Linked DNA regions of Monodelphis domestica: region 1 is linked to region 2. Evidence: chromatin contacts called from public Hi-C data. All regions are on one chromosome and are shown on one strand. The core of a region is the stretch at or near the end of the contact, and the rest is flanking DNA. Distances in the headings are between cores, read along the strand shown.

What was found. A called contact is a pair of places that touch in the nucleus more often than the background predicts.
Region 1: a Hi-C map of limb shows a contact between it and region 2, with 4 times the contacts expected there. The contact joins the promoter of GATAD2A here to the promoter of TSSK6 in region 2. A contact is called at or near these places in 2 of 2 Hi-C or Micro-C datasets (limb and spleen and liver).

What each region holds. Positions count from the first base shown.
Region 1 is chr3:86,029,827-86,032,526 of mMonDom1.pri, forward strand. It overlaps GATAD2A (GATA zinc finger domain containing 2A), which reads right to left and starts at 1,292. Exons shown (of 13, transcript XM_016432182.2): 1 at 1,160-1,292. All of the region lies in intron 1 of LOC103093554 (a long non-coding RNA gene), which reads left to right.
Region 2 is chr3:85,765,850-85,768,549 of mMonDom1.pri, forward strand. It overlaps TSSK6 (testis specific serine kinase 6), which reads left to right and starts at 1,412. Exons shown (of 1, transcript XM_003340736.4): 1 at 1,412-2,700. The coding sequence starts at 1,412. The coding sequence ends at 2,230. NDUFA13 (NADH:ubiquinone oxidoreductase subunit A13) reads right to left here. Exons shown (of 6, transcript XM_056822368.1): 2 at 302-430. The coding sequence starts at 395.

The sequences.
Region 1 (2,700 bases), core at 42-2,541, 260 kb after region 2:
GTTGTCGCGGCGCCCCCGGCCTGAGAAGCTGGAACTCCTGGGGCCAGGAGGCTGGCAACGGGCAGGCAGCCGACGCCTCAGGAGAAAGGGAACGGAAGACTAAGTAAGGGTAGGGGTAGCTCAAGCCCCAAAGGAGGGGGCCGCCTTCTAACCCATCCCCATCCCCGCCCCCGCGCACCTGCCCCGCAGCCCCCACAGCCCTACGGGCTCCCCCTCCCCCTCCGCAGGGAGGAGAGGGGAGGGACGAGGGCCCGCCCAGCCCCGCCCCGCCCGACCGGCCCGGCGCCCCGGGGGACAGGGCGTGGGGGGCACGGCCAGGAGGGGGGAGGGGAGAGGGCGAGTCTAGGCACGTTCTCGGGGCGCGGGGGGGGTGGAATAAGAGGCCTCTAGTCCCTTCCTGACCCGAGCCATCCCCTCCCCCCCGCCCCTTGGCCCAGCCCGGCCCGAGCGCAGCCCCTCAGGGCGACCGGAACGGGCAGGAGACTCAGAGCGAGGGAATTCCGCCCGGGCCCCCCACGGACGACCGAGCCAAGTCACTCACCGGCCAGCCAAAGTTGTCTCGGAGCCTCCTGCGCGGCTCCGGAGGGCAGCAGCGGCCTGGGGCGGACGCCCGGGAGGGCGGGACGGTCCCAGCGGCTCCTTCAGGTGGCGGCAGCGGCGACGGACCGAGCGTGTGTCGTGCGGGGTGTGTGGGGCTGTAGTCGGGGGCGCGCTTCGGGGACGCCACGCGCTGCGCGCCGCCGCTGCCGTCCCCGTGTCGTCCACCACTCTCCCCCTCCCGCGGCGGGGGCGCGCGCTCCGGACAGTGGGGCTGTGGGGTGCTGAGGGACAGGGCGGGGGGGGGGGTTGCGAAGGAGCGAGATGAAGGTGACTGTCCTCAGTGGGGGGACGTCCCCGACTAGAGACAGAGCTGTAGAGGCGAGGGGCAGAAGGCGGGGGGAGGGGGGGTTGAAGGTGGCGGCACCTCCGCGGGACTCCGGGTTTCTCCTCAGACTGAAATTACCCGCTTCCCAGCCCGGCTTCCCCGGTTGCTAGGCAGATTTCACCTCCCACACTTCCGGGTTTCGGTACGTCTCCCTGAATGGCAAGGCAAGCACCCAATGAGAGTGAGGTGCTTGCCCAATTGATGGGACCTACGCCCAAAGGGTGCAGAACCTACCCAAGATCGACAGTACTCAGTGGCCAATGAGAAGCGAGCCCGACTGGCCCGACTGATCGCGCCAGCGGCCATGAAGGCCCAAGGGGCGAGAGCCGGCAACCCCGACGTGTGACGGGCGGGCAACCGAGCCAATCGTTGATCAGAAGGGGATGCCTACCCAGTCGGGGCTGTACGAATACGAGATTTCGGTCGCCGAAGGGGCGGAGCCAAGAGTATAGCGTCAATTGCCGAGACCGAGCTCCCTTCGACCCTTGAGGGCGGCCGGTCGGCCGGGGCAAAGGGGGTTCCCTACAGTGCTCAGCAGGGGCGCCCCACCCACAATGCACCCGGAGGAGGCGAGAGCGGTGTGGACTGGGAGCCGCGCGGGTGGGTGTGGGGGGAGGGGCGGGCAGTGACGGGGGGGCGGGGCGCGCGCGCGCGGGGTGGCGGTTGGCGCCGGCTGGGCCGAGCCCAGGCAGCCGGGGTTGGAGAGGGCGACAGTGAAAGCCAGGAGGCTTGGCCTCTCCTCAGTCCAAGGCCTAAGGGATCCCGAGACACCTCACCGACCCCCGGGGCGAGCTCATCTACCGCAGCCCAGAGTTTTGTCGCACAGGACCCTGAGCCTCATCTTTTCCCACCCTCTGCTCAGCCCAGCGTCTTGTTCTCCCTGGACTTAAGAGCTCATCCTCAATACCTCCTCCCCAGACCATCATTTCTGCTTAACTGACCCCCTAGTCTTGACCAATGGTGGCACGCCGCCCCCCATTCTCCATTACCCTCCTCCAGGCTCATTTCTACCGATACCGACGTTTATGGGTATTATCCCTTCCCCTTGCCGCTGTCCTTTAAAACTTCTGTTCTCCCTCCTCTTTCCTTATCGTATCAAATCCCCCCCCCCCCCCAATAAGAAAGTGGAGGAGCAATTCTAAAAGTTGCAGGAAAAAAAAATAGCCCCAGTTAAGAAGATGGGTGATCCTCAATTTCGTGTCTTGGTGTCTTATCTCACAATGCTACTTACTAGCAGCTGACCTTAGGCTAGTAGTTCTCCCTGAGGGAAAGGGGGTGGTCCTCAGTTTCTTCTGTAAATTGAGGAGGCTGGATCAGATGATCTCCAAAATCCTCTCCAGCTCCTAATACAATGTTCCTATTCCACAGTGGTTTATCCAAACTTTGTATCTCTTTCTGTGTCCAGCATAGTCTTTGGTATACTAAATTGGCATAGGATTTTTGTTTGTTCTGGTCGATTGGGGGAAACCAGTCTGAGGAACACTTATTGTGAGAGGCTTTGGGGTCAGGTCTAAGTGAAGGGGCAACTAGATGGCTCAGTGGATAGAGAGCCAGACCTGGAGAAGGGAGGTCCTAGGTTCAAAATGGGGCCTCACTTCCTAGCTGTGTGACTTTGGGCAAGTCACTTAACCCCAGTGAAGCAGGAATTTTTTTTTCTTGCTTTCAGAGATGACCCCTTTGTGAGAAATAACCTTGGAATTGTAGAAAGAGCGCTGGAATTGAAGTCAGATGACCTGAGTTTGAATCCTAGTTCTACTAGTTCCTGTGTGACCTTG
Region 2 (2,700 bases), core at 162-2,661:
CTCTACTCCTGGGGGAGTGAAGAGGGAGCAGTGGTCAAAGGTCCCCTCTGCCTCCCCCACAGAACTCTAGACTGCTCTCGGTGTAGGCAACTCAAAGCAATGAACTAGAAATCCTCGACACCCGGATGTCCAGATCTCTGGTAGCCTTCCTCCTCCCCAAGCCTGGAGCCCACTTAGCCGCCATGGTTAATCCGCTATGTGACAAGAACCCTCGAGCAGATACTATAGAGCGGGGCGAAGTCTCCAGGAGAAGGCGGGGAAGAGATCCACTGCTCCCCGCCTCCCCCAACAAAGCACTGACCCGACATTCCCCGGCGGGGAAGGTTCCGCTTGTAATCGATAGGGCCGTAGCCCCCAGGTGGGGGCATGTCCTGTTTCACCTTGGACGCAGCCATCTTGCCGACTCAAAGCACTTCCGGCAGCAGAGCTCCTAGACGGAAGAATCCAGAAATGGCGTCGGATGGGGTGGAGTGGGGTAGGAGGTGGTGAGCACGCTCCGCCATCTAAAGAGTGGCGGAACCTAATGCGACAAGCAGTTCTTAAAGGGGCAGACGCTCCATTTAGGTGTGGAAAAGGTGGAGCCAAGACTAGACCCCTCCTGCGCCTTCGAAAGGGAAAGCCCGGCTAATATTAATAGTAATATCTGGCAGTTAGGTAGCTTTTTAAAGTTTGCAAACTTTTATCTGATTTGAAAGAAGTTCTGTTAACTAGGTTAAAGGCTATTGGGGATGCCCAAGAGGAGCCTAGGTGTTAAGAGTACAAGTGTTCCAGTCCCAGTTCCAAACCGGCTTCTTCGTTGACCTTGACCCCCACTGGACAAATTTTATTTCTCTTTAGTTTCCTCTGAACAGTGAAACAACGGATTGTATTATCCAGCTAGTCTTGCTAAGGTGCCCCTCCAGTTCTAAACTGGCTCACGGTCCAACCTCTCCCGACCCATCGCTTGCATTGTACCAACTGAGGCCACCAGGGGGGAGTGCAGTCTCAGAGTTACTCTACCTAGGGGGACGAGTAGCGCAGAAGAGGGATGAGATAGTTCCTACCCGCCTCGGAGCTCCAATTATCAGTGGAACCCAACTTCGCTTACGTCCTACCACGCTCCCAGGTCTGGGCGTCTTGCCACCTTCTAACCCAGCAGCATCTCTATCTCTTCAGGTGCGCCCCCTCCGCCCACGTCACAAACCGGACCCTGGCGTTCAGGGCCAGGAAACATGCGGTAGCCTCGCTGCGGCCCGTGACGCCCCCAGTCACTTCACAAGGAGGAAATTGTTACCTGGGCGATAAAGGGCGGTGGGGGGCCCCGGGGCAGGAGTGGGCACATGGGGGTCAAGGTCTGTGGGTGCCAAGCGCCATGGGTTAAGCCCCAATTCGAAATTCGGAAAACCCTCCCGACGCTCTCGCCCCGTCCATCATGTCTGGAGACAAACTCTTGAATGAGCTGGGCTACAAGCTGGGCCGCACCATCGGGGAGGGGAGCTACTCCAAGGTTAAGGTGGCCACCTCCAAGAAGTACAAGGGCACGGTGGCCATCAAGGTGGTGGACCGGCGGCGGGCCCCCCCGGACTTTGTCAACAAGTTCCTGCCCCGGGAGCTCTCCATCCTGCGCGGCATCCGCCACCCGCACATCGTGCACGTCTTCGAGTTCATCGAAGTGTGCAACGGGAAGCTGTACATCGTCATGGAGGCTGCTGGCACCGACCTACTGCAGGTGGTGCAGCGCAGTGGGCACATCCCATGCGCCCAAGCGCGCGAGCTTTTTGGTCAAATTGTGGGCGCTGTGCGCTACCTGCATGACCACCACCTGGTGCACCGCGACCTCAAATGCGAGAACGTGCTGCTGAGCCCCGACGAGCGGCGCATCAAGCTCACGGACTTTGGCTTTGGCCGCCAGGCGCACGGCTACCCGGATCTCAGCACCACCTACTGCGGCTCTGCCGCCTACGCGTCTCCCGAGGTGCTCCTGGGCATCCCCTACGACCCCAAGAAGTACGACGTTTGGAGCCTGGGCGTCGTGCTCTACGTCATGGTCACCGGCTGCATGCCCTTCGACGACTCGGACATCGCGGGCCTGCCCCGCCGCCAGAAGCGCGGCGTCCTCTACCCCGACGGCCTCGAGCTGGCCGAGCGCTGCAAAGCGCTCATCGCAGAGCTGCTGCAGTTCAGCCCGTCCGCGCGACCCTCCGCTGGTCAGGTCGCCCGCAACAGCTGGCTGCGCGGCGAGGCTTGCTAGCGCCCACCTCGCAGGCGCCCCCCCCCCTCCCAATCTCCTCCGCCTTCCCTCTTCCCAGGCTACTGACCCTCACCCCCGACCCCGCGTAGGGGGAGCGGCACGAGGGCGCACGGCGCCCAGGGGAGAGGAGCAGGAAGCCCTTCTGACCTCATCCCCTCCACCCCTTTTATCCTTTCTCTCCCGCCCTCCTAGTCGAGGGGCGTGCGACAGGCCGCCGCCCCTCCCCTTCGCGGGACCCGGAGGTAGTTGGGGTGGTGGGCGAGGGGTGGGAATAGAAAGGGGCATGACCAAGATGCTAGGGATAGAGCGAGGGAAAAAAAATGGGGTCCGGCCGCGCAGGAAGCCCGGAGGAAGTGGAGTGCCATCACTACGCCTGGCAGGAGGGAGAAGCCTAAGACCTCGAGGCGCCCCCTGTTGGCCGAGATCGGCGCTGGCCCTCCCTCCACCCTGCTGGACCCGACAATAAACTC